Regions from separate parts of the Mus musculus genome. Here region 2 is linked to region 1. The links are chromatin contacts, called in public ChIA-PET maps. All regions are on one chromosome and are shown on one strand. Each heading gives the region's core, a stretch centred on a gene start, on an enhancer-like site or on the middle of the called end of the contact. The rest is flanking DNA. Distances are from core to core; before and after follow the strand shown.

Region 1 (4,724 bases), core at 280-2,779:
CTATGAACTGCTGGTATATATTGGATCTTGCCCACATTTTGGCTCTAGTGAACTATGTCTATAAGTTGAGCTAGAATGTTTATTGAACTGCAAGCATTCATGCTCAACTTTTTGCTTGAACAAACATTTTCATTTCTCTTGGGTAGGTACTTAGGAATGGAATTGCTGTGACCCCTGACCTTAGTACTCTGCCCTCCTGACCAAGACCTAGTGACATCTTTTCCCTCCCCTCCCCTCCGTACCCACCCCCCCCCAATCGCCATATTCTTCTGGGTTCTTAGAAAAGTGCTGGTCAAGTCCCACAGCTGAGTTGGGTCTCTGTGCTAATTGCCTTTCATCCTGAACTTCTCATCCATCTACTTTTCTACCTGCCATTGCTTCACAGTCTGGAAGAAGACGTTGCGGTCCCCATTTTCTACCTCTGCTCTAAGTGGCGCCACAGGTTGCTTTGTCCCAGAGCTGAGCAGAGGGCATGGAGGACTTTCTGCGCAAGAAGACGAGGAGAATCTGGAGAAAAGCAGAAAGCTCCGGGGACAGGCAGGCAGAGAGAACAAAGCTCTGTGCCCTAGGGCTGCTTAGTGGGGGCCCTTCTAAGGCTGCAAAGTGCCTGTGACTCAGAGGTGGAGGGAGCTCAGAGCTGCAGCGTGAGTCTCCCGCATTAACTCTTATCTGTCTGGAATAGAAAACCTACAACCTCAGTGCAAGGCTTTACCGCTCAGCCCCACAATCCCGAGACTTGTACACCAGGGCCCAGGGCTTTGGCCATGCTTATTAAGACCTCTGGACAGCCATGTCTCCCCCTACACCTCCCACAACAGAATCTGGTTAAAAGAGCTTCCGTGTGGTAATGTCCAGTGGTTTACTTGCTCCGAGGGTACAAAATACCACTGAGCGACCACCAGCTGCCCAGCGACAAAACAGTCCCTTAAGAACTGGTGCCTCTGGTTCAAAAGCTGGCTGCACAGAGGGGAGGCCTCAACTCTCCCGTTGATCCCAAACCCCACTCCGAACGTCTTTATCTCATCGTCTTTGTCACGGGAATATGTGTCATCTTCCCAGTCTCAGGCGGCAAGAAAACGCTATTGAAAGAAATTAAAAAATATATAATAATAAAATAAAAAAGGAAAAAAGAAAACACTGCGGTTCTTGTGCGCAGCTCGGAGGCAAGTCCTGGGCGTCTCCCCGAGGATTCCGTGCTGAGCCCTGCGCGCTTTAGGGTGAGAGCCGCGGGCGGCGCCCCGGGGGTCTAGCGGACCAGGAGATCGCACCCCCGGGTCCCCGCATCTTGAACTGGAGCGCAACGCGGGGAGCTCGGCGGTGCCTGACGCCCAGAGCGGCGGGCCCGGCGCTGGGTGCGAATTCGCGGCATCGCTCGGAGTGGCAGCCTGCTGCATCCAGGTCCTCGCGGGCCACCAGCCGGGAGCGGGACAGGCTCCGGCTTAGCCCGGAGAGCCGCCCCTCCAGGAAGCGCCCGCCTCGCGCCCGCTTCCCGCCCACATCCTCCCTCGACTGGAGGGAGGAGCCCGCGCCGCAGCCGGGGCCCGAGGAGGGCCAGCCCCAGCCCGGGCGAGCGCACGAGTGGGTACGGCCGCGCGGGTAGCGCCCTGAGCCTGTCCCGCGCCGCCGCCCGGCCGACAGCACAGCGCCCGGGGATGCCCCGGCGGCCCGGAGCACGCTGAGGCTGCGGAAAGCGCGGTGAGTGGGGTCCGCGGCGAGGGCGGGCCGGGCACTGTGTGCGCTCAAGTTCGGCCTGGGGCTTGGAGGGGGAGTGGGTTCAGCCGAAGGGACTCCGATGTCCCTGGCCGCCGCCCCCCGCAGCACGCCTGGGGGGGGGGGGCTCAGCTCCCACCCGGCCACGCGGGGGCGCCCGTCTGCGGGGGGCGGCTGGAGGATGGGCGGCTTCGGGGACACTGGCTAGCTATTTAGGAGACCCTCTTCCACCGTTAGATGTCTAGAGGGCGGCTGTGGGCTAGCGATCGCAGCCGCCAGCACAATTGTTTGGAGGCGAGCGCGCCCTTTGATCCCACCCTGACCAGGACCTGGCGCTACTCGGGATCAGCTCTAGGGCCGACTCCCTGCTCCAACTGGGGAGAAGAGATGGGGAATAGTGCCGGGCGGCGTTCCAGAAGTCGGAGTGTGTTTGCAAACTAGTTTTTGCGCAAAAGCTGTCTGGCACCTGTGTGTTTCAAGGGGTGGAGGAGGAAGCGAGAAGCCCTTCTTTTTTTCCCCATCCCCACAATGGTGCTCCTGGGAAAAATAAAGGAGACTAATGTTCCTTTTTCCTTCTCTTCCCCTCCCTTCCCGAATCCTGTCTTTGGTACAGCTGACTAGTCTTTGGATAAGGGGCTACCTCAAAAGGAGGCTGGGAGTGCCCAAGGTCACAGGTGCAATAGCAGTCCGGAGCTGGGTGGCCATTCAAAGGGTCCTCCTTGTACTCTGATTCTTCCTGCCCTATAAGAATTCTGGGGGAAGGGGAAAGGGGAAAGGCCTTTGAGAATTAGCCCAGATGCCCTTTGTTTTGTCTGACCACAGACCACCATCATGTAGGGGTGTGGAACTGTCACGCAGAGATGGGAAGGGGTATTATACTGCCCCTCTCAGAGATAGAAAGGAGTATTATACTGCCCCTGGAGGTGTCTACCGCATCTTTGTTTGGAGGCATTGTTGCTAGGCAGGCTTCCTGCTGAGAATTCCCTAGTCCAGGGTTAGGGTCCTGCTTTCCAGCCTGGGGAGATCCCCTCCCTTTGCCTTCTTCCAGGCAGAGCTAAACTCTTCCAGAATATAGCTCCCTCACCATGGGCTCAGAAGGGATTTGACGTGGGCTCGTCAAAGTGGGAGGGCCTGGTCATCCTTCCTTCTTGTCAGGAAAGCTGCTGTCCAGGAGAAACAATTTAAGGTCCCTGATGCTTCAGGATTGCAGTCAGGGCCAGAGGTGCCTACTGACTCCTAGCTCTTTGCTTGCTGACTTCTGGTCAAGTGGCTGCAACTCCCCTTGTGAGGTCAAGAATGCTGCCTTTTGCATTGGATGAGAGCCCTTCTCCCACAGGAAGGGAGGCATTTTGGGTTGGGTTGTCATTTCTAGTGGCCTGTGAACAGTCCCAATATGGGAGTTGTGAGAGACTTACCTGGCCTTGAACACCTTTTTGTGACCGGAAGTGGGATGGTGGTCTCAACTGTGTATTTCCAGTTTCTGTAAAGTAGGACCGTCTCCTGGGCCTCCTGGAAACTGACCAGACACAAACACTAAAGCGAGAGTTTATTGCCACCTTGGCAGGGGGCCCAGTGAACTCTGGGGCTGTCCTCAGATGATAATGAGCCCCTGGAATGGGAGAGTTCATCAGATGCATTTCTGCATGGAAAAACCAGGGACAAAGGCTATGGATGCTTGAGTTCTCTGTTGCTTCCTGCCTTCCTGCCTTCATGCCTTCACACACACACACACACACACACACACACACACACACACACACACCCTTTGGCTCTGGGTGTTTTTCCATCTGTGAAACGAGGGCCGACGGCAATACCAGCCCATTTGCAGAGCCAGTAGGAAGGCTAGGGCCAGGAAACGGGGCAGGTATTCTTACACGTGGAGAGCTCTTCATGAGGGTCTGTGATTGCCTTTCAAGCCCTCCCCCAGTGCCGTAAGAATTAAAAACCCTCAGGGGACCACGTGAAGAAGAGGGTCAAAATGGAGCCTCAGTTTATCTGTATAATAGTGAGGTGTGCGTGCACTCTCTGTCCCCCTCTCTTTCCAGGTAATTGTGTGCTTCCTTAAAGGTAGTTGTGAGGATCCGTTTAGATGACAAGGAGCTTGTGTGTCAGCGCTGTGACTGGTGCGGGAGGCACTTGGGAACAGCTGTCATCCCATTGTTCCTGGGAATATTACTGCACTTGATTCGCATGACTGCATCCAACATTCCTTCTGGAATTTTTTTTGCCGGGGGGTGGGGGGGCGCTTAAGAGACGAGTCCTGGAATCAGATGCTGGTACCTCTGGGCCATTCGAGGGGCAGAGAGGCCAGGGTAGGAAGGTTCGTTCTACTCAGACCAAGTGTAAAGAAGTAATGCACCCCTACCTGGAGCTGACCTCACTGGGCTCTGACGCTTGAACAGAAGACGGAAAAAGCACTCTCTAGTAATTGCACTCCTGTCAGGAGAAAGGATCTGTACCTGCTGAGACTTCCTAGGTGCTCCTGCCTTCCCCTCTTCTGCCCTCCCCTAGCCCTGCGAGACAGGCTGGGGCTGCAGAGGGTAGGAGCAGAACACCTCCAGAATCCAGCCATCTCGCTTCGAAGCACATGGCTTCCGAAAGGTCTGTGTGGTCTCTATAGAAGCAGGAGGCTCGGGCACCCTGCCATCTAGGCAGGGCAGGCTGGAGATGGTGACCATCCAACCATGGTCCACCCCTTGCTGTCCAGGAGAGACAATGCTTGAAGACTGACCCTGGGCCAGAGGTGCCTTCTGTGTCCTTTGCTCTTGTTTGCCTCCTGAATCTGGCTCCGACGGAGGCCAAAGAAACTACTGGTTAGTGTGTTGGAGTACCGTCTACTTATCACCCACAGCCACAGCTTTGTCCGCTGGAATCTGAGAGGAAGAGACAGGGCATATCCCCATCCCTTTATCTTACTTTGTTTTTCCCAGGGTGTTTGTCAGTCTGAAGTCATCTCATTTATTTGTCTGTGCATCGGCTCCTTACCTCTCTCTTCCTCCAGTGGGCAATGTCTC
Region 2 (4,876 bases), core at 155-2,654, 100 kb after region 1:
TACACTGAAAAGATGATGGTAGTAGGAACAACCTGAGAAAGGAAGCCTTGGTAATGTGTGTCAGAGAATGGAACTCAATTTGGTTGTCACTAGTTACCAATTTAAAATAGCATGACACTTTTAATCATGTCCAGTGTTTGCTGTGTTTGTTTAGGTCCTGCAAGCATAGGTTTACTTAGCCCAGGAATACTGGAATATTTGCTACAGTGTCTGGTAAGTAAGACATCAAAGCTGATTATTCTCATTTATATAGAATTGTATGTTTTTCTCAAGTTATAGCATAGTCCCTGATGCAGAGGATAGGATCAGTTTTAAACTTTATGTACAGGTTTTGCTGGGTTTTTATTTAACACCGCCTATGTTTAGAGACAGAAAGAAAGAAGACACATAACACGGAGGGGGTAAAAATTTATGAGTTGCTCTAGTTTTAAATTTAGTCATAAGATAGCTGCTAGGACTTTTGGACTTTTTAGGTGTCCTTACAATCTACCAAACAATAATGGAGAACACCCCAGGTTGGGTTCATGTGTGAGAGTGCCCTCACGCACACATCACACACACACACAGAGACAGACAGACACACACACACACACACACACACACACACACACACACACACACACACACAGTGGAAACAAAATTACAGCATTCCAACAGCAGTCCAGGTTACCAGCAGTGTGTATGAATCTATATTCACCCACCTTTGCCTTTCCTGCTACCACAATTAAAACTGCCATTGGTAAACTGTTTGATGTATCACCATGAGGTCTGTGGTTTGCTGAAGCTGTCTTCTTATCACTCACAGCACTTGACAGCAGTTTTGACTAGCCTGTGTTTTCTAGGTTATTTTTTGCAAGCCTAGTAAGAATTAGCCTTTTTTTAAAACTCTAGTCTAAGCTGGGTGGTGGTGGCATGCACCTTTAGTTCCAGCACTTAGAAAGCAGCAGCTAGTGGATCTCTTGAGTTCAAGATCAGCCTGGTCTACACAGCCTGGAACTCCAGAGTAAGTTCTAGGATAGCCAGAGCTACACGGAGAAATCCAGTCTTGGAAAACAAAAACAAATAAACAAAAACTCTTTAAAAAAAAAAAACCAAAACCCCATTTAGTCTAAAAGACTTAATTTGTCTAGTTTATTTATAAATAAATTAGCCTACACAATATGTACTTAAAGTAACCCTTACAATGTTCTGAGTGAGCACTCGGAGATACAAAGTAGTAGGACAGTCATTTCCCCATCACAGAGGTCACTATAGGGTAAAGGAATAGAACCATTCAAACAACAGTTAACTTCTACTTTATGACAGGATGTGATCAAGAGCAAAATTACTTCCTCCAGGCTGAGCACTATAAGAGTTTTGAGAAGATGAAGAGGGGTGGGGGAGTGGATGTGATTGGGTGACAAGGGACCTGTGGTAATCATGAAAGACAGACTTCCTGATGAAGGTGGGGCCTACTTAGCTAGCTCATGACACAAGGCTAAGATTAGAAACTCACAGTGAGTTTCTTGGCTAAAGCAGCATAGATAGAAGCCTAGTAAAAGAGTTATCTGATCAGAGAAGGCAGTGTTCACAGACAGGAGGACATGAACAGGGATATCCAGGTAGAAAGGTTTGAAACTGATAAAGCAGGCAGGATGTGGCAAGGGTAAAGATGCTAAAGAGGCTTTATAGCAGGGAGAACAGTGGTTCTATGCGCTTTGCTGAACTTAGGCAGGCACCACAGAAATGCATGGGAATACACTGGGGTTCCAGAATTCTCTGGAGGCTCCCAGCATAGCTAGGGGACGGCAAGAAGAGGAGATACTAAACATGTAGGCCTTTCTTTAAGTGCAAACACACATGCTGTAAACTCAAATATAAGTCAAGAGCACTTGTCACTCTCCTGTCATCACGAGCTCCTGTAGAATTTCCTGCAGGAACTAGATTAAAACTAAGATGTTACTGGTCATGGCAGCACCTGACTTTAATCCTAGCTATGAGTTTCACGCCAGCCTGGTATACATAGCAAGTTCTAGGACAACCAGAGCTATATAGTAGACCGTGTCTCAAAAACAAAACAAAACAAAACAAAAACAAAAACTAAGATGTTCATTGATAATGTCATTATTTATAAACCTGGAGCTGCTATTATTCTTTTCAGGGTTCTAAAGGTCATTTTTAGATACAATTCTAGTTTTCTTTTTGGCTTGTTTTAATGAATGTAAGCATCAATGGTGTTTTAGTTAACAAAGCCCTAACACAATGTGATACTGCTGAAATATCCATATCTACCAATTAATGACTTAAAAAAATAGATTAAGAGACTCTTCTCTTGATTCTCCATTAGCCAAATGGCCAAGTGAGAGTTTGAATAAAAGCGACTTTTCTGCTGTTCCAAATATATAGACTGCCATCTATTAAATAGAACATGAAATTGATACCGTACTGCCTCTGCAGGGGGTAACTTTTGTTTTTATCTTTTGTTGTCTTTCAGAAGTTACAGTCCCACCCCACAGTCATGCTTTTTGCACTGATTGCACTGGAAAAGTTTGCCCAGACAAGTAGGTATAGTGACTTCTTGCACTAATGATCTTTGTTGGTTATTAAAAAAATGAGCCTGCACTTTGAACTCCATCAAATGTACACACTTTCTTGTTTTAAGACCAGCTAAATATATCAAGAACAAAACTAAAGATTGTTCTCAGCTAAGATTCCAAGCATGGTGATTATCACTACTTTCATAACTAAAACTTTAGTAATGGGAGTTGGAGAGAAGGCTTAGCAATTAGAGTACTTGCTATGCAATCATGAAGACCTGAGTTTGGATCCCAACACTTAGTAAGAAGCCAGGCATCCTATGCGTACCAGTAACCTCAGCTCTGAGGCAAAGACAAAGACAAGAGGATTGCTCAGGCTGGCTGGCTTCCAGCCCAGTCAAGAAAATGCAAGCCCCCAGTTCAAGAAGTGATCCTGCCAAAGGAATTTTGTAGACACAGTACCCTCTTCTGGCTTCCATGCATGCCTCACATGTGTGCATATATTCACAGGCATAAACACGTACATAAACAACACACACAAAATTTTAAAACATAATGGAGTGATGTGTTGAGTTTAGAGAGATGATTAAGGGCACTTGATGCTCTTCAAGAGACTGGACTTTGAGGCCGAGCGGTGGTGGCACATGCCTTTAATCCCAGCACTCGGGAGGCAGAGGCAGGTGGATTTCTGAGTTCGAGGCCAGCCTGGTCTACACAGTGAGTTCCAGGACATCCAGGGCTACACAGGGAAACCCTGTCTCGAAAAACCAAAAAGAAAATAATCTTAAGCTGGATGTTATGATGCATGTCTTTAATCCCAGGACTCAGTATACAAACTCAAGTTACTCTCTAAGTTCAAGGCCAGCCTGGTCTATACAGTGAGTTTCAGAACAGCCAGAGCTACATAGAGAGACTGTGTCTCAAAAACAAAACAAAACAAAATAATAAATAAATAAATAAATCTTTAAAAAATAGCATTGAGATTGCCAGACAGTAGCTACAGTTCTTTGGCTATGTTATCCCTGGAAGGAAACATTGGTAGAAATTTAATCCCCAAATTCTCTATTGTCTGCCTCACTCCGTACCACCACTAACCTACTACACATCCTCATCCTCCTCTTTCATTGTTATTTACATATTTCATGTTTCCAAACAGGTGAGAATAAATTGACTATCTCTGAATCCAGTATCAGTGACCGACTGGTCACATTGGAGCTGTGGGCTGATGATCCTGATTATCTGAAACGTCAAGTTGGCTTCTGTGCCCAGTGGAGCTTAGACAATCTCTGTAAGTGGAGATTTTCCTTATTAAAAATGGTTTCTACTTCTATATAGAATATTTTTATTTTATTTATGTTGAGCTGGGGGTGGGTATACATGTGTGTTGAGATTAGAGATCAAATTTCAGGAGTTGGTTCTCTTTTTCCATCATATGGGTTTCAGCTCATTAGACAAGCGCCCTTACCTGCTGAGCCATCTCACCAGCCAAAATCTGTTTACATTTCTAAGTCCCTGTCTTCAGTAGGATCATAAGCTTCTTAATAAGCTTCTCTATACCCTAATAGAAAAGTATCCCAGGCACCTTTCAGATGAGAGTTAACTGGAATGCTTCGAATTTCAGCATTCTTGGGTTCATAGACCTTTAACTATATAGCTCTGTCTAAGACTTTTCTAACACACACTTTCCTTACTCCCCTCCAACTAGGCTCTGGTAGCTCCAACTCTGGCCCTGTTCATATTTGTACTTTCTTCTCTGTCTTCTTTTTATGTGTGTGTATGTGGTGTTTTTATTGTCACGTTACAACGTGTCTGACATAAACGACCTAATGGGAAGAATGACTTATTCTGGTTCCTAGTTTCAGAGGTCTCAGTGGCAGGAAGGAAGAAGAAATAGCCCAGTCAGGGAGGCAAGGATATAAAAAGGACAGAATACCTATTTATTTATTATTTAATTTAATGTTCAGGGCTCGGGATAGAGTCTAGAGCCTTGCTCATGCTAGGAAACATTCCCAGCCCACTTACCTTCCTTGTCCTCTCCTCTTTCCCTCAGATGGTCTTCAAATGCAAATTAATTCTTACTTAGACTGTGGCAGTTATTTTTAACTTTTTCTCTTTTTCTCTTCCAAGGGCTATTAGAATACAAACCACATTTATTTATCATTGCCTAGCTCTATTGCTAGCTCTGTGCTAAAGCAGTTGAACACAAAAAGTCTAATTCTTGCTCTAACATGAAATTTAGCATGTATAGTGCTAGTTAAAGACTAATTTTGAGTAAATGCAATCTGGAAGCTAGGCATGATGACACATAGGTACAGTTTCAGCATTTGAGAGGCAGAGGCAGGAGACGGGAGCTCAGGGTC

What was found. ChIA-PET counts read pairs in DNA pulled down with a chosen protein or histone mark.
Region 2: an RNA polymerase II ChIA-PET map of effector CD8 T cells shows a contact between it and region 1, with 63 read pairs. The contact joins the enhancer-like site here to the promoter of Cpne2 in region 1. A contact is called at or near these places in 12 of 39 promoter capture datasets (the 3T3-L1 cell line, the C10 cell line, the HPC-7 cell line and 9 more), 1 of 15 datasets of contacts at CTCF or cohesin (large pre-B cells), 4 of 484 Hi-C or Micro-C datasets (the G1E-ER4 cell line, cerebellum, neural progenitor cells and 1 more), 4 of 115 datasets of contacts at active chromatin or transcription factors (the 230-238 cell line, effector CD8 T cells, embryonic stem cells and 1 more) and 4 of 9 other capture datasets (adipose tissue, embryonic stem cells, liver and 1 more).

What each region holds. Positions count from the first base shown.
Region 1 is chr8:94,531,499-94,536,222 of GRCm38.p6, forward strand. Cpne2 (copine II) reads left to right here and starts at 1,530. Exons shown (of 16, transcript NM_153507.2): 1 at 1,530-1,695.
Region 2 is chr8:94,632,952-94,637,827 of GRCm38.p6, forward strand. Rspry1 (ring finger and SPRY domain containing 1) reads left to right here. Exons shown (of 15, transcript NM_026274.4): 6 at 155-213; 7 at 2,474-2,540; 8 at 3,673-3,804. Among named protein-coding and RNA genes, the nearest start is that of Arl2bp, 31 kb to the right of the region's middle. Within about 2 kb of position 1,405, at least 78 of the 459 cell types and tissues checked have an H3K27ac peak or open chromatin away from gene starts, as enhancers often do. A contact at or near this core is called in the G1E-ER4 cell line, the HPC-7 cell line, effector CD8 T cells and 2 more, where this site is marked.